Regions from separate parts of the Ostrinia nubilalis genome. Here region 1 is linked to region 2. The links are chromatin contacts, called in public Hi-C maps. All regions are on one chromosome and are shown on one strand. Each heading gives the region's core, a stretch centred on a gene start, on an enhancer-like site or on the middle of the called end of the contact. The rest is flanking DNA. Distances are from core to core; before and after follow the strand shown.

What was found. A called contact is a pair of places that touch in the nucleus more often than the background predicts.
Region 1: a Hi-C map of whole body shows a contact between it and region 2, with 8 times the contacts expected there. The contact joins the promoter of LOC135075466 here to the promoter of LOC135075464 in region 2. A contact is called at or near these places in 2 of 5 Hi-C or Micro-C datasets (both in whole body).

The regions. Positions count from the first base shown.
Region 1 is chr10:15,130,399-15,136,588 of ilOstNubi1.1, forward strand. LOC135075466 reads left to right here and starts at 4,837. Exons shown (of 6, transcript XM_063969906.1): 1 at 4,837-5,047; 2 at 5,120-5,274. The coding sequence starts at 4,999.
Region 2 is chr10:14,867,965-14,873,780 of ilOstNubi1.1, forward strand. LOC135075464 (valine--tRNA ligase) reads right to left here and starts at 3,700. Exons shown (of 22, transcript XM_063969904.1): 1 at 3,445-3,700; 2 at 2,882-3,049; 3 at 1,957-2,090. The coding sequence starts at 3,609. LOC135075337 (transformer-2 protein homolog beta) reads left to right here and starts at 3,844. Exons shown (of 8, transcript XM_063969767.1): 1 at 3,844-4,030; 2 at 4,143-4,276. The coding sequence starts at 4,016.

The DNA of each region.
Region 1 (6,190 bases), core at 3,587-6,086, 260 kb after region 2:
TCTCTCCCAGCCATAACGTACCTCTATCGCCTCGGGGCTCAGCCCCACGACCCGCAGCCACTGCGCGAGACATGGCACGTCGCGCAGCTCCCGCTGCAGCTCCTCACCGACCCGCTTTGATGAACAGTGTCCTAGAGGAGTGCTCTCTATACCTCTCTCCCAGCCATAACGTACCTCTATCGCCTCGGGGCTCAGCCCCACGACCCGCAGCCACTGCGCGAGACATGGCACGTCGGGGCGCTCCTCACCGACCCGCTTTGATGAACAGTGTCCTAGAGGAGTGCTCTCTATACCTCTCTCCCAGCCATAACGTACCTCTATCGCCTCGGGGCTCAGCCCCACGACCCGCAGCCACTGCGCGAGACATGGCACGTCGCGCAGCTCCTCACCGACCCGCTTTGATGAACAGTGTCCTAGAGGAGTGCTCTCTATACCTCTCTCCCAGCCATAACGTACCTCTATCGCCTCGGGGCTCAGCCCCACGACCCGCAGCCACTGCGCGAGACATGGCACGTCGGGGCGCTCCTCACCGACCCGCTTTGATGAACAGTGTCCTAGAGGAGTGCTCTCTATACCTCTCTCCCAGCCATAACGTACCTCTATCGCCTCGGGGCTCAGCCCCACGACCCGCAGCCACTGCGCGAGACATGGCACGTCGCGCAGCTCCCGCTGCAGGTCCTCACCGACCCGCTTTGATGAACAGTGTCCTAGAGGAGTGCTCTCTATACCTCTCTCCCAGCCATAACGTACCTCTATCGCCTCGGGGCTCAGCCCCACGACCCGCAGCCACTGCGCGAGACATGGCACGTCGCGCAGCTCCCGCTGCAACTCCTCACCGAACCGCGCTTTGATGAACAATTGCCGAGAGAAGTGCTTCACTAGTTTCCCCTGAAAACAAACAATATACAGTGTGAGTCACGTTAAAGTGTACATATGAAAATAGATGAAACTAGACCTATTTTTATCGACAAAAAAGAGGTCAAAAAATTTTTGAGATTTTTTTTTAATTTTTTATAGAATTTTTTTTCTTCCAATTACTTATTGTAAAGAAAACGTAATAACATTTAAACTAAACGGTATATCCTGATAAAATAAAAACAGTAATAATGCTAAATAACAGGCAATACTAAAAAAATACATAAAATACACAAAAAAGGCCAACAAATAATAAAAAATGATACTTTTTGAAAAAAATCTGCTTTAAAATTCGTGTTTTTTTGGTTATTTGATAAATTTCTCCAAAAAATGCCCCTATAACCGGTGGTTTTTATTACTTTGTATTATTCTCTATCGTATTACCTTCGTAAAACCAAAAATCGCATGTCTCTATCCCTATCACAACGTTTGCAATGATCGTTTGAACTAAGCCTCTCCGGGCGCGCCATTCAAAGCATCGTTATCAACAAAACTGAAAATGACTCTAGATTTGTAATTTTGATAAAGACAAGTTAGATTTCAAATAAAAACAAAAAATTTCGAAGTAAAATAAGCATTTTAGTTAAAATTAAAATTGTCTCTACCTGTAGCGGAGAATAATGTGGTGACAGGCCTTTGTTCAAACGTTCATAGCAAATGTTGTGATAGGGATAGAGACATGCGATTTTTGGTTTTACAAAGATAATACGATAGAGAATAATAAAAAGTAATAAAAACCACCTGTTATAGGGGCATTTTTTGGAGAAATTTATCAAATAACCAAAAAAACACGAATTTTTGAGCAGATTTTTTTCAAAAAGTATCACTTTTTATTATTTGTTGGCATTTTTTGTGTATTTTATGTATTTTTTTAGTATCGCCTGTTATTTAGCATTATTACTGTTTTTATTTTATCAGGATATACCGCTTAGTTTAAAAGTTATTACGTTTTCTTTACAATAAGTAATTGGAAGAAAAAAAATTCTATAAAAAATAAAAATAAAATCTCAAAAATTTTTTGACCTCTTTTTTGTCGATAAAAATAGGTCTAGTTTCATCTATTTTCATATGTACACTTTAACGTGACTCACACTGTATTTGTTCATTTCAGCAAAATGTCCACTGCTGTGTAAAGGGCTCCAAGGATTCGTATTACTCATCCACAATAAATTGTTTTGATAAACTTTATTGCATAATCATTTAAAGGGGAAAGCAGACGATTTAAAGTAAGTGTCAATTGCAGCATAAAAACTGTTTTGCAATCCAGGAAAAGACACGCGGCTCCAATAACAAATTGTATAAAGTTAGTAGAACTACCTATAAAAATTATTTCACAAAAAAATATCTTTTTCATTTATTAATTTAAAAAAGTTTCATACAACTGCATAATTGCTATACTTCGATTAGCATTAATGTAATTACAAGTATGTGATCAACTTTCTGTCTCAAAAGCTCAAAGCCTAGTCTTCCAGAAAAACATCCCTTCATGTGACAGCTTTGGCCATGACCTGCATTGCACAATTTATTACCTTGACATACAACCACTTCAGTGCAATGGAGGCTTTAGATGCATAAAAGGGATGTTATATCATCACAAAACTGAGATATAAAAGTAAAAGTTTAAATCTATTATTAAAAAACTATTATTTTATGGCAATGGACTGTTCAAGTAGAGTTTGAACTCCATAAGAATGACATGTGGTAAATTACTTGAATTAATTTTCTAACACATTAATATTATTTAGGTAATCACCTCATCTAAAATACCCACCATATTTTGGTCTCATTTTGAAGTTAGTGTACTTTAATAGTAAAGTTAGCACACTTCTAATAACAGCATTATAAGGTTTGTAATACTAAAACATGCCTAAATTCGTGGAATTTATTTGTCACTTGTATGATAAACAAAATTTGAATACAATCCGAACACAGGAAAAGATTCACTTGTTTTAATTAGACGGTGACTCATGATCCTAAGACAGGCAGAGTGACAACACATACAGGTATTTGAATTCAAGTGGGATATGCAATTTTATCCTCTATGACATGAACAATACACAATGATATTCATCATCACTTTTTTCCGACTAAAAAGCCATTGAAAGATTGAAACCTGTTAAAAATAGTACAAAATTAAACTTTAGCTTATTTGTGAATATCCTAATGTTTGTTTGTTGTTCTGAATAAAATAAATAAAAATGTTTTGTATAAAGAAAGCCCTGGCCTACATTGGGAAATAGGCATTTGGGACACCAAATTCATGTAAGTTATTTTCTTTACGTTACTTCTTGTTTTTAAATATGTTACAGAGGAAATAAACAGAGTATTAAAAATTGCTAATTGATTACTCTTTCTCTGCTCCACAAGCTATAAATCAAGATAAATAATTATTAATGCTTATTGTGTTTATAAGTGGAATCTCAATTGTTTAATTATGTTTTGTTTATTGATTATAAACAATCTTTGGCACAGGGGCCATAATGTAAACTGACAGCAATAAACATTTACATTGAATTGTTTTAATTGCATTGTTATTGATCAATATCATGTGTATTGTGACAACATTAGTGTGGCCAACCATATGTTTTTTGATGCAGTCACTTAATACTAAATGGCTGTTTATATGATTGATTTCAGAAACTATGTCAGTCATTGGCAACATTATTAATTCTTGAATGTAAAATTTAATTACAATAAAGCCTAAAAACCTGTGTAATGTATTTCATAAAAAATAAATATTTTTAGGTAGTTTTCACAGTAAATTAATTAAAAACTATTAACTTAAAATAAATGAGAACACTCATTGCAAGCATCAATCACTATTATCTAACAGAGGTAATTACACCCATTAAAGATTTAAAAGAAAGTTATTATAAAATCAGCATTAATGCACAAGTAAACTCTCTCTTGAGGAATGTATCAAGTATTCAGTATTATTCTACTTTCTATTTAGTATGCCATTCCAACTATTGCTGCAATTTCTTAGCATTACTGCTCATGTGGATATCAACATTTAAAACTGAATCAATGTGAGATTAAAACGCGAATAAAACGTGTGCAGAAAACAGGGAAGACGTAAAAGCAAGGTCACTACGTATACGTTGCGAACGGCCTCCAAACTGGCAACCGACTGCAGTCCTTGGAGTCTAAAGGTCCTTGAATCTCTTGGCGCTCTCAATACTTTCAAGGGCATGTTTCCCTAACGCAAATATAAATTACCACATCCAACACCAGCCCTACCTCCAGGGTCCGGATCTCCTGCTGCGTAAGCTCCGCGCTCGTCGAGCATTGCGTCCTCAAACCCTCGAGAATATCAGCAGAAACGTCGATCATAGACTGGATGGTGTCTATCGTTTGAATTGCATCACGGGCTCTCTTTATTTCGTACTCGCTCTCTGCATCCATTACAGTTATCACAGTATTGTACACAGTCCACTAAACACTAAATATAAGTAAAAAACACTTCATTCATTTTATAAAAATGAATATACAAAACATTGCAGGTGTTGTATTGCCGAAACAGCGGCCATATCCGAAGAAAATCTATATTCTTGTCTATGGATTTGCTGTCCAACCATAGTGCATGACGTTGACGTATGTCATTTGAAAAATGGCAGCACCGTCATGGGTAGTGTTGTGACAAAGCAACAAATGTGAGCTCCATGTTCAAAGCAAGAGTTCATATTCAGCGAACTAAAAAAATTACAAATTAATTTCTCAAACAAACATCGGATCCACATTGCGTTTACCATAAATCATTTACCATCACAAAGGTTGATTCACATTCAAGGTCGTCGTTGTAAGAGCTCATATCTTGTCATGTATGCTAGATTTAGATTGTGTACCATTTTTACTTTTTTCATGGCAACATTTTTAATGACATTCATTCATATTTTTTTAGTCTATGACTTTCATCAATGAAGTGCGGACGTTTGTTGTGAGATTTATTTCCTATATTTTCGCCTTCCGTCGTTTAATTAATTTTGTGTGATGTTAACGATTAGATAGGAATAAATCTTTTTTACTTTACATTAGATAGTGCTCAAATATTTTTGCCAAGTGTCTAAATGTAGAAAAAGTAGGATGTTCCTCGAGCGTATAATCCTGCCCGTATTCTGCCTTGGAATCAAAGGTAATTACGAGTTGTTTTGATGATTAAAAATTCAAGGTATAGCTAGATAAATTTGTTGTTGTTATGGTGTAGTTTTCCATTGGACCCTGGCCGAGGAGGTGGACATCAGGGAGGTGGCGGCAGACAAAGGCACGAACGTGACGATCCCCTGCGGCGGGCTGCAGGTCCTGCCGGCCTCCAACGTCCAGTGGGTGCACCGAGGCAATCACACGCACCAAGAAATATTGGTGAGTTCTACGCATAGAAATTAATTTTATATCTTAATCAAGTTTAATTAACTTTTGTATTTATTCCAATATTAGGTAATCTAATTGGAAAAATCAAATTTTCCTCTGGAGGGATTAGAACCCACAACTTTTTCCTTGTTAAAAAAAAAATTGATGCATCTCAAATCCAAAAATTCCAATGATTCGCCTAATTTTTTATGTTTAATAAACTATTATGAACTAATAATAATAATAACTATTAAGGATGAGACTGAAACTCTACTCAGATGACCATTATTGGGAAATTATGGTCATCTGAGTTGAGTTCAGTCAAAAATCATTTTTGCAGAGGAATAATTTTTTTTAAATATTGATGAATTACCTACTTACATAAATATTTATTTATTTGTCTGATGCTCATATAAAATATGTAAATAAATAAGCCAAGTATTACATTCCAATAAGAATATTTGACCCCACTGAAAAGTTCATTGACCTACATGTTTAGATCATTTTGCAAGTAATCATATCAAATATCTGTGGTTTGGCCTACACTGGTTTGTGGCTAACAAGTTTTCATTTTATTCTAGTTGTGTCCAGATTTTTATTACTTTTTTTTACTTTAGGCAAAGTTTCTCCAAACATTTTAAATTAGACTGCTTATTACCCAAACAATCACAAATAACTTACTTTTGAAAGATTACACAATATCTTTGACAAGTTCGACTATTTAAGTTCCGAAAATAACTCACGCAATCACATTTGTTGTGATTATTAATTAATTTAAATTAAGTCCCTTCACTAGTCGCGTCATAGCGCGAAATGATTTAAAACAAATCCAAGAACCAAGTTAGTTGAATGTTAATAAAACTATTTTAACAGTCGGCCGATAGTTTCGCCCGATTCTATTTTGTATGAAGAATCAATCGGTGTAATG
Region 2 (5,816 bases), core at 2,450-4,949:
TAGGTATATTCACTTAAAGCGCTATGTTGTGAGATATGGGAATTCTGAGATATGACGAGTCTAAGTTGAAAATATATTTGTCTAAAATGATTTGATATTTTTACATGTTATGTTGTTTGGCATTGCAGAGTAACCAATAAAAGTAAATAAAATAATATCAATAAATAAAAAATATAAATCAAATAACATAACGAAATTAAAGTTTCGATTTGTACGAGGTTGAAAATGAAGAATAAAACAAAGCGTAGCGCTCGACGTCATTCGATAGACACGTAGACGTATTGCTTGACTGTGATTGGTCAGTCTCGCCGCGCGGGGCAGCGCCTTTGTTGCTAGGTCGCTCGCGCCTCGCGTTGCTCGGCGGCCGGCGCTCGCGCGGCCAGTTCGGTTTCTTCGGTCGTCGAATGCGCTTGCGACTTTTGATTGTTTTCTCGTGCGGATAGTTAGTGTGTGAACGTGTAATAGTGAGTGTGGTATTAGTGAATGAGTGTTAGAAAGATGCCTAACCATACGTACAGTGCTCGTGAGTACGTAAACATGGTTTACTGTTATGGGAGGGCACGTGGAAACGCATCTGAAGCCCTGCGGGCTGTAGGTATCGGGCTGAACATCCTACAGCGCACCACCGTACTGATGCACGTATTTTTGTTCTGGTTGTACAACGTCTGTTGGACAATCAGCCGATTGTGCCTCCGTCCGCCTCGTCTAGGCGTGTATTGTGTCGTATTTGAGGAACTTAAATACCGGACTGTACGTGAAGGAATACTGGAGCGCGTACATCAAAACACGCTTTACCGGGCACGCGTTTGCTTGCACGTGGAAGGCCGTTCAGTTCGAGCCACAACTTGTCCGGTTGGAGCGGCCGATTCCAGACGACGTCGAAGGGGATTAGTCGGTAAGTACTTAGTTCTAATCCTAAACAAATGCTAAAGGAATGTGTTTTTTAAATGTAGGAAGTGAATAATCTGGTAATTTTGTGTACAAAATACTTCTGCGGTCGCGGTAGGTAGTGGCGGGAAAGCGCGTACGCTCCAATACACTCACACACACATAGGCACGGTCATTGCGTTGCGTGGTGCGCTGTACATTGCGGGCTGCGGAATATTGTATTTTTTTTAATCATAAAAATAAAAAATATTTCCCACCAATAATATTTTGTAATATTACTTGGTTGGGTGTACAGAATGCGTAGTTTCAGTCTTCGTGATAGGTTTTTTTACACCCTGTATTACTCCAATCCAAAATAAGTAGCTAAGGCATTTGTGTTATGGAAATCGGGAACGACGAACCACGACACACCCAAACCAGAAACAATGTGAAAAGATCGTTTTCTATATTGTCCCGGCCGGGAATCGAACCCGGGACCTCAGGATTGGCCCGGCACACCTTGAAAACCGGTGTGTGCGCTTCTCCGCCACGGAGGTTGTCAAAAATGTTACCTAAATGTAAAATAAAATAAAATATTAAAACTTCATTTTCTCAATATTCCCATATAAGAGAAAAAAAAAATGCACAGAAATTCATTGGATATTAGTATGTATCATCTGTGATAGGTTTCGTTTGTGTCCGCTACTTTTCGAAAAGTGGGGCAAAAAGTTCCCAATGTCATTTTACACTGGTAAAACCTGTGTTAAACCACAGGTAAGACCTTATTATGTAATTAATGCTTTGTAGTTTTTTTGAGTTTCTTGGCTAATATTTTTCTATGTATAGCTTTTTAGCTAATAGAAATTATAGATGATGAGGTTATCTAGAAACATGATAACATGTAATAAATTACAAGTAAAGTTTATTGCTTCAGTGATAGCACTTTGTTATTTATAATATAATAGGATGATCTAGGGCAGTTATGTATCATTCTAGACTGCATCTCACTTAAAATCAGGTGCTATTGCGGTCAAATATCTGCCTTGTGGTGCTGCAAAAAATAAAAAATCTAAGAAACAAAATTATTACCTGTGCCATCTTGTTAGTGCATCTTGGACTGCATTAGTGAGGGCATGTCCCAAATGCAAGCTACCAGTGACATTTGGGGGCGGGATCACCATCATGAACTTGCCTTTCGGATTAGGATCCAGTATTGATTTTCGCTGTAACAAGATTTATTGTTATTTATTAGGCTTTATAACTCCCATTAAACTAATTTTTAGTTTTAATTTCTAACATTATTTATTATTATTATTATTATAGCTTTATATTCCACATTTTTACAGTTTGATTCAATTAATCTGTATCTCTTGTTTGTGGCCCCACTTGGGTAAAAGCCTCCTCCATCTTTTTCCACCTTTCCCTGTCGCTGGCTATGTGCATCCAATTTTTCCCTGCCTTGTTTGTTATGTCATCGGCCCATCTTTTCTTCGGCCGTCCTACTTGGCAAGATATAAAGATAAGAGGTGGACCTATCAAACAACAAAATGGCAAGGCCCAAAAGGCAAAAGAAACCTAGGACGGCCGAAGAAAAGATGGGCCGATGACATAACAATTTCTAACATACAATACAAATATTTGTAATATTCTAAATTATTTTCAACAGAAATCTGGCAATTTGGAAAAGTAGTCTTTCAAAACATTTTTAGTTTTTTTTACTTCTATGCAAAATTATTTTCTGGCTATATTTAAATCCACATTTTAGAGGGAAAATATTAGAACCATCTATAAATTTGCTGTAGGTACTGAGAAATGGAACAAATAACGTAAAACATTAAAATGTATGTAAAATGTGTCTGACTTCTACAACACAACATGTAAAAAAAATTCATTGGTTTTTGATCTTATGATAAGTGCATTTGATTCAATTTATAGTGGCAATATATTCCCCAGAGCCATAGAAAGGGTTAAATAGAATAGAGCATTGTATTTAGTTAATTTTGTTCCAGCTTACCCCATACTCTGGCTTGAAGAAGCCCTGCTTCTCCCACCAGGCGTACCAAGCAGCTTCAACATACTGAGGGCTGTAGGCATCGGGCATAGACCCAGCTATGTCTTTCTTGTCTCCTGGTGCTGTGTTGCCAGTGTACACTGCACTTTCTTTTGTTTCTTTAGCTTTTTTCTGGAATAAAATATTTTTTAGTCATTTCTAAGTGAATTAAAGTTAACATGAAAATATTAATTTATAATTAATTATGATAGTGATCACAATGATTTTAATAAAGAAAATAACCTTTAATTACAAAAAATATAGATTCCATTGTTTTGAAAGCTGTTCAATCTTCAACAAATTGCACAATAGATCACAGTATTACTCATTAGAGAGCAACCGCAATTACTGATGTAATAGCAGTAACAATTGCAGGTTTTACTTTCACTGGACCACCTAAGTAAACCTTAGAAGATACAGCACCTTCAAGGACATACATTGTATGACAGCTAAGTAAATATTCATAGACCGAGTGAATCACCTAGAAGATTCATAATTTAAGATAAAAGAGCTATAAAAATAATTACCTCTGGCTTATCTTTCTGCACAGCTGGCGCGGCATTTTTCTTATCCAATTTCGCTTTAAGTTTTTCCAACTTTGCCGCTTTTTCGGCTTCTTTCTTCAGTTGTTTCGCGGTCTTCTCTTGGGGCTGTTCCCCAGAGGGACCATTGGTGGTCTCGGTGTCAGTCATGATTTACAAAAAGAAAGAGGAATTAGATTTTAAAACAGTAAATAGCCACATTTGCAATCGTGCATGCAAAATGTGCTGCGAAGAGAATGACGACAATGACGTTAATGACATTCGATCGATTTGACAGTTGACAGCTACGCAAAATAAAGTAGAGAACACACAGTAGAATTATGAGCTACTAGGAAATACCGGTATCGATTCTCGATTAGCATGCCAATTGTCACATCACTCAAACGCGCGCCAGGCAGCCGAGCGAGCGCTTTCGCCATCTTGTTTTTTCAATTTGCCGAACGCGTTGGTTCTCTTGTGAATTTTATTTTATCTGATTGGATTGCGGAGTCCCTGATAATAATAGACTGTAAAAGTGTTTTGTTTTATTTTTGTGCTTTAAATTGGCGTACACATCATGTCTGATCGAGAGGTACTATATTTATCTAGTTCGTCGACGAAGTCGTTGGCCGCGTGCGTTTTATTTTGTTGTGTGCTAGTTATTTGCTATATTTAATCTCGATGGACGTGCTTGGGCATTTCAGAGGAGTCGTTCGAGGACCCGCAACGGTTCCCGGGAGCCTGCTCCGAAGCCCGCAGCCATGTCTCGAGGACACAGCAGAAGCCGGTCGCGAACGCCGCCCCCGCCAAAAGCATCAAGCCGGAAATATAGAAGCCCGTAAGTAAATAACCGACCTTCGACTTGTATTTATCGTTCTTTGGTGTCTAAACATTTGTGTGGTATTTTTGTGGGGCTCAAGGATAGTCGTTGTTTGCAAAATCATAACCTTGTCGTCAATGCCGAGTATGTATGATTGCGCAATTTTTAGGTAGGCATCCGCGTAGCGTAAATAAATGCGTGTGATGTCAACAATCAAGGTTAAATATCTAGTCTGGTTACACGGAAAATAGCTCGGCTTTTTAACATTGTTAGATCAATATAAAACTAAAATTCTGTTTTATCATTAAACAACATGTTTCTATGGAATTGGATTATGTATCAAATTGCTATGGTAACCCTTATGGAAGCTATGGAACTAAAGTAATTGGTTAGATACTTTTTAAACCTAAGCATTGACCAATGAGTATCATACAGGCGAAACATTAAATTTTCCTAGAGCCTCACACGTTGAGCAAGTTTTAAAGAGTTTTGAAGGCACCCTGGTTGGCATGTTATTGATAAAGAATAACATCCACAGTTATATCCAACTATTATAAAATGCATCTTTTCCTGGCCTTTTTGTGAAATAGCTCAGGCGAATAAATGTCTTAGTAGCATTTTGAGGGCTGTAAGAAACAGAAATCTGCTCAGTTTTTATTTGCAAAGTTTTTACTCATACTGTTTGTTACAGCAGTCAATTGATTTTTTGTTACTTTTTTTTATTTGTGTGGTACTTTTTACCTTTCAAGCTTGTATTGTGTAAATTGAGATAATTAAATGTAGGTAAGCTAGTATGCTTTGAGTCACAAGATATCAATCAAATACCTAATTAAATTTTTGATAAATTCTGATTTCATGGGACAAAGAATTCTATAAACTTATGTGGTAATTAGGACAAATTGTGCCACAAAAATAATACCATTTGTGTAATTTTTGCTGGTTTTGTTGTATGTACGTAAGTTTATCAAAGTATACCGATTATAGTGATTGATTGATATTTTGTAAGTACAACAGCAAAACAAAGATATTAGTTAATATCTGCAAATAGTTAAGTATTTATAAAACTCGTTTTTTAATTACTTAAAAATTATTAATAAATTACTCAAAGTAGGTATTTTGATACCTAATGAGTTGTAGATTATCTAAAGACCTTGTAAACTGGCAAGATTTTGATGGTATTTTTCTCATTCTGACATACTAAAAATATTATAAATGTATTATTAGGGATGAAGACGTAAAAGTTTTACTAATAAAACAATCAATTGTGACTGAATTGAAGTGCTGCTAGTTTGTGGTTTATTCCATATTTCTGCTATAAGGACAATTTATTTGCTTAACTAAATAGCTTCAAAATAATAGGAAAATTCCTCAAAAATATCTGACTAAACAGTAGTAAAGTAACACACTGCGTTGCGACCAGAGATGTGTGAGGAATTATAATAGAATCGCTTCTGAAGCGCTTCTATTGGTTCTTTACAAACACATTTCTTGCTATGCATCCTCGAACATCTCTGGTGGAAACGCAGCCTTATTAAACTTTCATACTCCAATTGCATGC